Linked DNA regions of Triticum aestivum: region 2 is linked to region 1. A link is a contact called in public Hi-C data. All regions are on one chromosome and are shown on one strand. The core of a region is the stretch at or near the end of the contact, and the rest is flanking DNA. Distances in the headings are between cores, read along the strand shown. Region 1 holds the start of LOC123046413. Region 2 holds the start of LOC123046414 (disease resistance protein RPM1).

Region 1 (5,836 bases), core at 1,465-3,964:
GCTTATCATTGATAATGCGCTCGTGGCCTTTGAGTTCTTTCATTTCATTGAGAAGAATACAAATCCGAGGAAGAATTTTTGTGCGTACAAAACTGATCTCTCAAAGGCATATGACCGTCTGGACTGGGAATTTCTTGAGAAAGCGACGAAAGCTTAGGTTTCTCTCACCGATGGATCGGCTGGATCATGTCATGTGTGACCACGGTGATCTACTCAGTTAAATTTAATGGAACCTTGCTGGATTCGTTTACTCCATCTCGTGGTCTCCGCCAAGGCGACCCCTTGTCGCCATTCCTATTTTTGTTTGTCGCAGATGGCCTCTGGGCGTTGCTTCAGAAGGAGATCAATAACAACCGGATTGAGCCCCTGAGGATATGTCGTCGAGCCCCTGGTATCTCGCATATGTTATTTGTGGATGACACGATGTTATTATTCAAAGCAAAAACCGAGCAAGCTCTGAGGGTACAACATGTAATCAATACATACGCTCAGGGTACCGACCAGCTGGTAAATGTCGATAAATGTTCTCTGATGTTCGGTAAGGCTTGCCCGACTGAGGTACAAGAGGAAGTTAAGGTTGTGTTGCATGTCACACAAGGAGTTTGAACCCAAATATTTGGGTCTCCCTACCCCAGAGGGTCGAATGACTAGAGGAAACTTCCAAAGCATTCAAGAGAAGCTGCTGAAAAGAATGGCCCAATGGGGAGAGTATTTCAATGGTGGTAAAGAAACTCTCATTAAGGCAGTAGCACAATCCTTGCCAACCTTCCCTATGGGTGTTTTCAAGCTACCTGATGGGATGTGTGAAGATCTTATGAAAATGATAAGAGCGTTTTGGTGGGGTGCTAGCAAGCATCAACGACGCACACTAGATCTCATGGGATTGTATGATCAGACCAAAAAGATGTGGCGGTATGGGCTTTCGAGATTTACAATTGTTCAATCAGGCCTTGTTGGCTAATAGGTTAATTGAATATCCTGATAGCCTTTGTGCCCAAGTACTCAGGGCCAAAAATTATCCCGATGGGGTGCTTGTAGACACGGTCTTCACAGGCAATGCTTTGTCAGCCCAGAAAGCAATTGAGTATGGACTCGAACTGCTTAAGAAAGGAATTATATGGCGCATAGGAAATGGAGCAAAAGTCCGGATATGGAGAGACCCATGGATCCCCCGTGGTCCTTCCTGTCGGCTCATCACTCTGAGGGGTCGATGTCACCTCAAATGGGTTGTTGAACTGTTGCGTATTGATGAAACCTGGAATACAACACTCGTACATCAATATTTTCCACCAAGTTGATATTGAGGAGATTGTGAAAATCAAACCATCACAGAGATTGGAGTCAGACTTCGTGGCTTGGTTCCTGGACAAAAAAGGTCACTTCTGTGTAAAGAGCGCATACTCCCTTGGCTTATAGGAGAAAATGAATGCAAGTGACATTGTTTCTTCCAGCGTGCGTCCGGATGGCCAACGATCTGCGTGGGACTTAATCTGGAGGAATCAAGCGCCACCTAAGGTGCGCATTTTTGCGTGGAAAGCTGCACATGAAGCTCTGGTGACAGAAGCGAGTAAAAAATCTAAGCACATGCAGAATGACCAAGAATGCACCATATGTAGGCATGCTATGGAGGACACACATCACACCCTTGTTCGTTGCCCCCATGCTGCTGGCCTATGGAATGCTATGAGAGAGATCTGGGACATTCCAGGTGAGGAAACTTTGCAAGATACAGAGCCGGAGTGGATATTCAGACTCTTGGAAAAGCTGAACGAGACCCAACGAATAATGGTATTAATGATTCTCTGGCGAGCTTGGTATGCAAGAAACAAAATTACACATGAGAAGCCGACGGTTCCAATCGAGCCCTCACGTCGTTTCCTTGCCAGCTATGTCACATCCCTCTTGTCTCTACAAGTATCTAGATGCAGACCCGTCAAAGGTAAACATGGTGGGGACTACTTTGGCAAGCCTGTGAGGAAGTACAACCCCATACCACATGTACAACGGTGGATACCACTGGTGGTTGGCTGTGCAAAACTCAATGTCGACGGATCCTTCCAACCAACGAATGGTACTGCACGAGCAGGGATGATCCTTCGTGACCACTCGGGAGCTATAACGCTTGCTGCAATTAGAGGGCTTGGAAACTGCGCAGATGCATTGAAAGCCGAACCAGTGGCGATCCATGAAGGAATTACACTGGCTCTCAACTGGACTAATTCAGACATCCTAGTTGAGACGGACAGCGCAAATGCAATACAACTAATATCGGATGCCAGGAAGGACCATTCAGCAAACACCCACAGGGTTACGGTTATCAAAGCAATTCTGTCTCAAGAAAGGAAAGATTCAAATAATCAAGATCAAGTGTGAAATAAATGTAGCTAGTCATACTCTCGCTCAAATGGGACGCACACAACAGTGGACTGCCTGCTGATTGTGTCTCCCCTGATGAGATTGCGAGCATTGTTGCCGCTGATTGTAATTACATAATTATAATGGAATCCTCTTTCCCGCAAATATTTTTTTAGTGATTTCGATGCTGTCTGATGGCAGCAATTCGATTCTCTGTTTTTTTTTGAGTTGATCGTCTGGGAACAGCTAACCGGGCCTCGCCGACGGCAGTGAGATGGGCTTCCACAGCGATCCGGCCCATGACCTTCTCGCTTAGCGCACCACCACAAAACCGACCGCTTCCTTGCTGCGTGCTGCCTACACCCCTCCCTCCCCGACCTGCTCGGCGCCGCCTCTCCCCTCCCCTCCCCTCCCGCCGCGCAGGGTTTTATTAGGGTTTAGCGGCGGCGGCGTCCGCGGCGCCACCCCCATACCCCAGGCGATGTCTTCGATTGCGTCGCAGCTGCAGGCCATCAAGTCGGCCCTCGGCTCCGCGCCGGAGTCGACTCGCCGGCCCATCACCCGGCCGTCCGTGCTCTTCGACGCCAAGGAGGCCGCCGACATCGACCTCCGCGCCATCCTCCCCATCGCCCTCTCCGGTACCCATCCCTCGCCCGACGAACATCTCTATCGATCTAAGCATACTGTTCCTTTGATACCATGTTTCCTAGCTCCCTGTTCCCTTGAACAATACTACTTTTGGTATATTTATTCGCTAGCTCAAGCGCGTATTACCAACCATTTTCGATTTGGTCGTCAGGCTCCTTGGTTATTCCAAATAATTGCACCCATGGTTACCCTAGCCCCTAGGATTTTTTCTGCGATTTGTCAGCTGATAGAGTACACTGCACTGCACTCTGTACATCAGAGCCACTCCTGAATTTTTTCAGAATTCTTCTAACTTCTCACATCAAGCTATGCTAGTTTCGCATATGGAGGACTTGCACGCACGTTTATGTTTCCTTGCAATAATTGACTGGAATTGTGATATGTAGGCTTGGAGCATCTTACTGGTGTGGACGAGAGGTTTGCGAGGTACAGTAGCACGCTATTCAGCCAGACTAGCCTTGAGGTCAACCGTGAGCAGCAAACTCAAAAGGAAAATGACAAGCTGAACAAGTCCATCTCCTCCTACCTTGGCCTTCTAGCTGGCTATCTGCAGCTTCCAGCTGCCCTCAAGACGCTTGAATACCTTATCCGCCGATACCTGTATGTACCAACCTTCAGCTACATTCGTCCCTCCCCGTGAGCTCTAGCCTGTTCTTCTGTATCTGACGGAAATGTTCATGCAGGGTGCATGTCTACAACGTGGATGAGTTGCTGCTGTGTGCATTGCCGTACCATGATACACATGCGTTTGTTCGGATTGTGCAGTTGGTCAACTTAGGGTGGGTGTCAGAGGTCCTGGTTTATGCTTGGTTTGTTCCCTTTATCTTTTCAATTCACTCAGTGTTTGCTTGATGTTGTGCACTCAGGAACAGTAAGTGGACATTTCTTGATGGTGTGAAATCCTCGGGTGCACCCCCGCCCAGGAGTGTTCTAGTACAGCAGTGCATCCGTGATACTTCTTTGCTGGAGACCCTTTCCAACTATGTAAGTTAGGCTGCCTTATTTTTTGTTGTAGGATTATCCCTTGCCTTTGAAGGTTCGTGCTTGATGTTTTCATCAATTACCAGGCGGCACCAAAAAAGGGTTTCCTTCATTCAAGGACAGTGGTGTGCTTTTGCACTGCAGTAATTGTGGAGTGCTTGGGAGCTATCCCCAAGCTTGATTCAAATATAGTGCAGAGGGTGGTGGGATATGTGTTCGACTCCCTTAATCCTGATATTGGGGCAGACCGAGATTATAAGGTTGGCTTGAAAGATATGTAACTTATGTTATCCATTTATGCAAAATTGACATCTCAATGTTTGTTTACCTATTCATTACGATTACAATGCTAAATAAAAATTAAGTCTGCATGCAAATTTTTTTATATTTTCTGAAATCCACCTTATGCTCTTTAAGCTACATCATTGTGATGGGTTCTTTTATAACCAGGCTGGCGCTCTGATGATTGTTGGGGTACTGGCAACACGAGCAACACTGGCACCAAAACTTGTTCAAGACTTAATTATCTTTGTTGCAAAGGCTGCACAGCATGATGCATTGGAGTCGGTTGATTTACCGTGGCTTCGTGTTACAGTAATGGCTATTATAAGTCTAGTTCAGGTTGGTCCATAACAACTTTCTTGTCACAAGTCCCCCATAAAATGTGCTTCTGTATATCAAGTATTAAACTCGATGCATCAATGATATAAAGGTTTTCTGTTAATGTTGCAGTCGCAGTCTGTCCATGAATTCCGTAAGAAGCCATTGATGATTCTAAAAGACATCAGGTAAGGCTTACTTGTGGCTTCGGTTTACCAGATGGCCTATATATTCAGTTTCTTCTTAGCATTGGGCATTGGTTATTTGATGGCAATTTGTTTACAGGGATTTTTCTGGCGTCCTTTCTGTATTATCAAGCGAGTTCAACATTGAGAATTTCGTTAGGCTTTATGTTGAATCACTGGTTGACTACAGGTAATTTGCTCATGTGATAACTGTGATTATTTTTGTATATTACTTTCATTCCATGACTCTGGAAACATGTGAACAGTACTAGTGATGAATCCTGCCACGTGCACCTTATTGAAACCATGGAGACAATACCTATCAAGAACTTTGTTGAAAGGATTGTGCGGAAGGTTCTTGGAAACTGTATCAAAGCATCACGGGTCACCGACAATCCAGATATAAACCGCACAGGTAGTCATTGTATTTCTGGCAATTATGTTTTAAACTGATCAATTATCCATACATTGATGTGTGTGTGTATTGTACTCTCAGTAGTGCTTCATTATGAAAGATCATCTTCCCCTACCAATGTTCTATCTTTATAATACTCAGGTATATGGGCAAAGAAGATCTTCGCTGCAATTGAAAAAAAATATTCATGTGAGCTACGTGATGCTATCCGTAAATTTCTTGAGGTATAAATTTGTTGCTTATCCAGCTTCATATATTTCCTAGTTGTATTTTTTTGTTCTGCTCTATTTCATTATGAATGTTCTTCATTTCAATTTTGGAAGTCATTGATCTAGAACGTCATTCTGCCAGGAATCTGAAATTAACTCAGTAAAAGGGGATTCTTCTTCCAAGTTGCTCAGCTTAGTGTTTGATGAAAGCAAGAGCATGCCAGCTGAAATTTCTGATGCTAACATCTGGTTCAGTCTGGATCACCCAAAGGTCTGATATGGATTTATTTTATGCAAATTTGTAGAACTGCTAACCCTTGTCTATGTCATATTTGATGAATTGAATGCCACATAATTTATGTACCATCTTTTGGGAATTAGTTTGTTCCCTTCTCTGCACTAAATTTTGTTCATCATGCAGGCTGTGGTCCGTCAATCTGCTC
Region 2 (6,454 bases), core at 2,468-4,967, 360 kb before region 1:
GAGAGATCGCCCTGTTTCAGATTGCGGTACTGGCAATTGAGCACCATGAAGCGCGCAGCCCGATTGGCGAGGAAGAAATCCTGGATCTTGGTCCAGAGGGCGTACGTGGTGGTGGCGCCGACGACGTGATCGATGAGGGGATCGACGAGGGTGGCGTAGATCCAGAGCACCACATGGGCATCCAGCTCCAGGTATTGGGCGTCGGCGTTGGGTGGAGGAGGGTGCTCGATGAGGAAGGTGACGCCGTAGCGGACAAGCACGAGCAGGAAGAAGGACTTCCACTTATGATAGTTGTGGTCGGCCGGATTAAGCAAGAACTTGATGTGGTTTGTGATGTGATCAAAGAAGATCGGGTTGCGTGGAGCTGGTGGTGGCGGCGCAGGGGTGGAGGAGGAGAAGAGGGGGGCGAACTGAGAGGGGCCAGTGCTACCGGATGCGCCGGAGAAGAGGAACGGGGAGGTGCCGGGGGAGGTGGCAGGGGCAGTCGCCGTGGAGGAGAGCGAGCTCGGCGAGGACGCGGCGTCGGTGGCGGCAGAAGAGGAGCCGGGCGCAACCATGGCGACGGAAGAGGAGGACCTGGTAACTGATACCAAGTTGGAGAATCAATTCACTCTCTCTATTGATCATTGTGTGTTACATACATGGCATTTATACACAGGGCATTGCCCGAGTCATGGGGCACGCAGGCCCTCGATCCTATATACGTGGGCATGCACAACAGCCCATTACAACACAACTCAACAGTGCAAACCTCAAAATGACGCCTCCAAGAAGGTTAATGATGCGCATCCATCTTTTTAGTGCCCAGCAAATCCAGTAGACTTCACACAATGCTGCATCCATTTTTCAATGCCCTACATTTGAACAGTGAATAGGTTGGTGTAAATTGTTTTCTGCAACAATCGTCCATTATACCAGTGGATGTTCTTAACAGTTGTAGTGCGCTGAGAATCTTCATAATTCCCCTCTAATGTTTCCCCATCTTGAATCTTTTGTATTATCTCACTTGGCATTTCAAAAAGCTCAAGGTTGTTGAGCTCTGTGAGGTTCTCGATGCCTTGGGGTATTGCAGTTAGCTCATCACAACGGCCTAGGATTAATACATTTAGATGTACAAGACTCCCTTTTCCAAACTCGACGTGAGAAAGATTAGGCATCTCATGTAAGCTCAGCTTCTTAAGAACTGGAAAACTGCCTTCTGGAAAGGTTAAGATCTTGTCGGTGTATGCATTCTTTAGGGTAAGATGTAACAGCCTGGGAAGTGATGAGATCAATCCAATTGAATCTCCTCTGAGTTCAGATGAACACAACCGCAACTGCATGAGGTTATCAAGGTGCCCAAACCATGAAGGCAACTTACCTTTGGCTAACATCCCTGTCAATGAAAGTCTCTGTAGCTTTAGTGGGGGTGGATAAAATGGCTCCAGGTCCAATATTACATTACCGTCCCGACTGACAATCCCCAAGCACAGAAGGCCGCTCATTGTGGAGATGGATGAGGGCAAATGAATAAGATTACTCTCATGCACACCAGATAGCTCTAAGCTCTTCATGTGTTTTAAGCTTTTTAAGGATTTGACCATCTTCTCATCAGCCTCAATGTATTTTAGAGTCTGCAGGCAAGTAAGATTTTGCAGCCCATCTGGAAATTCAATTGCTGTACCAGGGAACGGAGACCTGAAGTCTGCAGATCGGCGTCTAAACACTATCAGGTGGCGCAGGTTATCGAGCTTTCTTATGCTTGGTGGTAGTCTCTGGACCCTGGACCACTTTGTATCTAAAGTTTGCAAGTTATGTAACTGTCCCAAATCCTGTGGAAGCTCTTCAATGAGAGTGGAACGGATGCCAAGATACCGCAGATTAAGAAGTTTGGTCAGTGAGCTAGGCAGTTTATCTATCTGAACGAACCATAAGTTTAATACGGTTAATAACCTAAAGCCAGACAAGACTGAAGAATCCATATCTGACTTAAATGCGCTGAAGGAGCGAAGCAATGTCATCTTTGGAACTGGTCGATGATCACTTGCCCATCGATCAAGTATAAGATGACGGATTTTTTTGCTTGACTCCAATGTTGGCTGACATTTTGAGAATACAGTGAACCCTTCCTTTGCTGACCTTTGCAAAATCAAATCCCTGATCAGGTCATGAATGCAGAGCCGTTTCGCTCGTCCAAACTCATTTTTTAGCGTGACCTGCAACAGGCTACGTTGCACGAGCTGGTGCAGGTAATCATCCGCAATCTCCTCCATTGTGCCCTGGCCCTTCTCCTCAAAATAGCCTTCTGCAATCCACAACCTGATCAGAATTTTCCTTTTGATCAAGAAATCTTCAGGGTATATACTGCAATACAGCAAACATCTCTTCAGGTAATAAGGCAGATCGTCAATGCTCAGATTCAGTATGCTTGACACTTGCCCGATTCCACGAACACTGCTTTCATTCCAGTCAAGGCTGTCATGGACATTCTTCCAAGCAAATTCCGTTCTATCCTTCAATGCAAGGAGATTACCAACTGATACAATTGCTAATGGTAGACCACAACATCTGCCCAGAATCTTCAAAGCCCAATGCTCCAGATGATGCGGGCACTCCCCGTTGGCATCTTCCCTGAATGTGGTGTTACAAAACAGGGACCATGCTTCTTGCTGAGGGAGCGGTTCCAACATGATGATCCTGGTGGATGCTGCCAGAGAGGCAACATCTTGACTGCGTGTTGTGATGATTATCCTGCTCCCTTTTCCATCATCAACCAACGCATTGCGTATTTCATACCACGCATCGGCATGCCAGACATCATCCAGCAATAACAAGTACCTCTTCTTGGCGAGATGCCCACGCAAAGCTTCCACCAGCGACCGGTAGTCCATCTCGTCAATGTCTGGCATGCCGGCCCGAGCGTCCCGGTGGAGTTCTTTGGCAATTTTCCTTAGAAGGTCATCCGTAGTGAAGTTCTTGGAGACGGACACCCACGCAGCGCAGTCGAAGTGGCGGCTTGCGGCGACCTCCTTGTACACGCTGGTGACCAGAGTGGTCTTCCCAACGCCGCCCATCCCGCACACGGCGACCAGCGACCGCCGGGAGTCAAGGTCCTCCGTGAGCCATTTCATCAGTGACCTTCTGTGCGCCGCGAAGCCGACGATCTCCCCATCCTGCAAGAAATGTGCTGCTTCCGCTAGCTTCCGGCCTACGAAGGCCGCGGTGCCGCCGTCGGGAGCGGAGCTGGACGCGGAGGCCTCGGCCGGTCGGATGCCGTACCGCTCCTTGGCGTCCGACAGGTCGCGGAGCCTCACCCGCGCCTTGCCTAGCCGTCTGGCCAGAGCGAGCCACGCGCCGAAGTTAGCGCAGGCGCGGACGAAGCCGCCGCCGGAGAGGAAGGCGTACTCGTCCGCGGCGTCCTCCAGCTCGAAGCCGACGTCCCGGATCTGGTCCACCCAGGCGGAGGCGAGCGCGTCCGCGCCGCGGCGGGAGTCGGCGAACCGGAGGAACGCGCGGAGGAGCTCCAGGTCCCGCGCCGCGGCGGCGATGCCCGAGCGGACGGCCACGAGAGAGGAGATGTCGACGACCGCACTGCGCGACAGCGTTGCGGCGACCTTCGCCGAGAGCGATATCGCGATCATCTCGGCCATGGCCTCGCCGTAGGCGAGCTGCGTGGTGTGGCCGAGAAAGTGCTGCCCTGGTCCAGAAAGAAAGTCAGCGATTCTCTACGACTGAGAGCATCTCTACCACATCCGGTAGGACGCGGATCGCCTGACGTGCCGTGGCGCAAAAATCGTTCAAAGGATACCGCAAAATATTTTCCCAAATTCTTTAAAATGCACGTGTACTTTTTGAAGAAAACAAGCGGCCGGTCTTCTCAACCATGCATGAATTGTTTTTTACAGTATCAGCTAGTGCATGTCATTATTAGTATTAAATGCGTTCACAGTGGTTAGTTCGATTCGAAAGAAACAGGTTCACGTGCAATTATTTCGGTTTTCTGAATTTTTAAAAAGCCATATCTTTTAAATTGCGCGTCGGATTTCAGATCCGTCTTCACTCTTGGATTCTTCGCGACGAGATCTTTGAAACTAGATCCCGCATGGGTATGTTTCGACGAAATTTTTTTGATGCCAACTTTGGCGCTATATTGTGCAACTTCAGTACTGCATTGTGCAACTTTAATACTATACATGGTGCAAATTTTTTCAAAACCAGTTTTTTGAGCTGCATGATCTAACTTCACATGAGGTTACAACCTAGCAACCATGAAAATTTGATGTGCAACTAGTCTACTGTCCCGACCAACTATGTAGTAGTCGATGTACAACCCTTGTCCTTCTCGTGGATGTGTAGGCTTTTTACAGTTGTCACACCCGCCCCACCTTCCCTACTAGTGATACGTGCAACTTAGTCTGTTGTTCGAGCCAACTTTCTATTACTAAATGTGCAACTCTTTCCCCTCCCTACTTGTGGATATGTAGTTTCAGTTGGCGGGGGCAACAAATAGAGTTGCACAAAGTCTGCTAGGCAGTTGGCCATAGCAACATATAAAGTTGCACATCTCACAAGTAGGGATAGTTGGATGGTGAAAATTCCATATTCATGAGGGCAGTGAAAAGTTACATACTCATGAGGGTAGTAAAGGTTGCATATAAACGGGGCGCTAAAGTTGCACATCCCACTAGACGGGTGTTTTCGAGTGCTAGTAAGGAAATTAAACATCCATGAGGTATGAGGGATAGTTGCACATCACTAGTAGACAGTTGGCGGTGATAGTATCCGAAGTTGCACATCCACTGCTAGAAAATTGGCTGATGCAGCAAACAGTGAAAGCACAATCATGGGTAAGGGAAAAGTTGCACATGAACTACTAGGTAGTTGGCCTGGGCAAAACACGAATTTGAACATCTCACTAGGAGGAGGTAGTTTGGGAGTAGATGTGCCATCAATGAAAACTATACTTCCATGGGGTAGACGAAAAGTTGCACATCTGATGTCAGGTAGTTGCACATCAACTGTTAGGCAGTTGCACAAAATGAGGGACTTAGTTGGCACCAAAAAAAATTCGTCAAAACATACCCATGCGGGATCTAGTTTCGAAGAGCACGTCACGAGGGTTCCAATGGTGAAAACGGATCTGAATTCCGACACGTGGTTTGAAAGATATGGCTTTTTAAAATTTTGAAAACCCAAAAGTATTACGCAAAAGACAAGGCTCGCAGGAGGCATGCAGACATCCATCATATGACAAGAGATCACGTGGAATGATTAATTAGGAGCGTCCTTTTTAGCACTTCTGATTCACATGAAAGATACTATTTTTCCTTTTAGGATCATATTAGGACAAATAAGTAGGCCACTCTGAACAGCTAGGGAGCAGCCGGCCGCTCCCTAGACGTGTCCAAGTATTTTTTTCTACCCATCCGTTTCAAAATAAGTGTCTCAACTTTGTACTAGCTCTAGTACAAATTTGTACTAAGCTCAAGACATTTATTTTGCAATGGAGGGAGTAGTTTATGGTATAATTTTTTTTGGCATGCTACGTGTCGGCCGGCGGCAGCCTCACGAGCCATTCGGTTATATGACGCGAGCCATCAGTTTTCTCCTTCTCTAAGAGCAATTCCAACAGGTTGACCCAAACAGACGGTGAATTTGTCCTTTCTTGTCCGTTTGGACCGGCCGCCCGCCCGGTATCCGCCATGTTTTAGATTTGGATCGGCAGTGCGCCCAACGCGCCGATCCATTTCATGTCCACAATCAACATTAAAAAAAGGCCCACGACCGATCATGCCAGCGCCCATGTCTCATGCCGGCATCATGCCAATGCCAGCATACAATGCCGGCTTCAAAAAATAACACCACAATTCATGCTGGCGCACTCGCCAGCCGGCCGGCACACATGCCAGCACACAAAAAAGGGTGGGACTTGAGTTCGACCATGCCATCACGGCCCCCGTGATCATGCCAGCACACCTGTCGGCATCCAAAAAGATGAGGCTCGCCACCATATAGATCACTCATCGTCGAACTTGAGCATGTCGGCCTGCATCTTCTCGAACCACGGCCTCTTCCTTGGCGACACGGTGTTGAGATCCACCTTCATGATCTCCACCCCGGTCATCATGCTCGCGAGAGCCACTTCTTTGGCCTTGGTCTTGGCGTTGGCGGCCTCGATCTCTAGCATCTTGGCTTGCTTCTCCGCCTCCATCTCAAGCATCCATGCTTGCTTTTCCGCCTCCATGTCAAGCCTCCTCCTTTGGATCTCCATGAAGGCGTTCATTTGCTCTTCTCTTTCTTGCCGACGCTTCTCCTCCCTTGAGTCCTTCTTGATGATCATGCCCTTCACGGTTGTGATCAAGGCGATCGATGCCGCATCCTGCTTGTCCTCCTTCTTGGAGGTGGCCTTCCCCCGCGGCCGAGCCTTCTCGCCGTCCCCAACCTCCTCCATGGCTTGCTTCCCACCACGCGACTT

The links. Hi-C and Micro-C count contacts between places; a contact is called where the count stands out from the background.
Region 2: a Hi-C map of leaf shows a contact between it and region 1, with 2.9 times the contacts expected there. The contact joins the promoter of LOC123046414 here to the promoter of LOC123046413 in region 1. A contact is called at or near these places in 3 of 5 Hi-C or Micro-C datasets (all in leaf).

The regions. Positions count from the first base shown.
Region 1 is chr2B:633,435,142-633,440,977 of IWGSC CS RefSeq v2.1, reverse strand. LOC123046413 reads left to right here and starts at 2,714. Exons shown (of 38, transcript XM_044469779.1): 1 at 2,714-2,993; 2 at 3,390-3,603; 3 at 3,687-3,782; 4 at 3,870-3,987; 5 at 4,071-4,244; 6 at 4,435-4,605; 7 at 4,717-4,772; 8 at 4,870-4,959; 9 at 5,036-5,184; 10 at 5,326-5,408; 11 at 5,536-5,664; 12 at 5,815-5,836. The coding sequence starts at 2,837.
Region 2 is chr2B:633,791,540-633,797,993 of IWGSC CS RefSeq v2.1, reverse strand. LOC123046414 (disease resistance protein RPM1) reads right to left here and starts at 3,717. Exons shown (of 1, transcript XM_044469780.1): 1 at 595-3,717. The coding sequence starts at 3,629. The coding sequence ends at 855.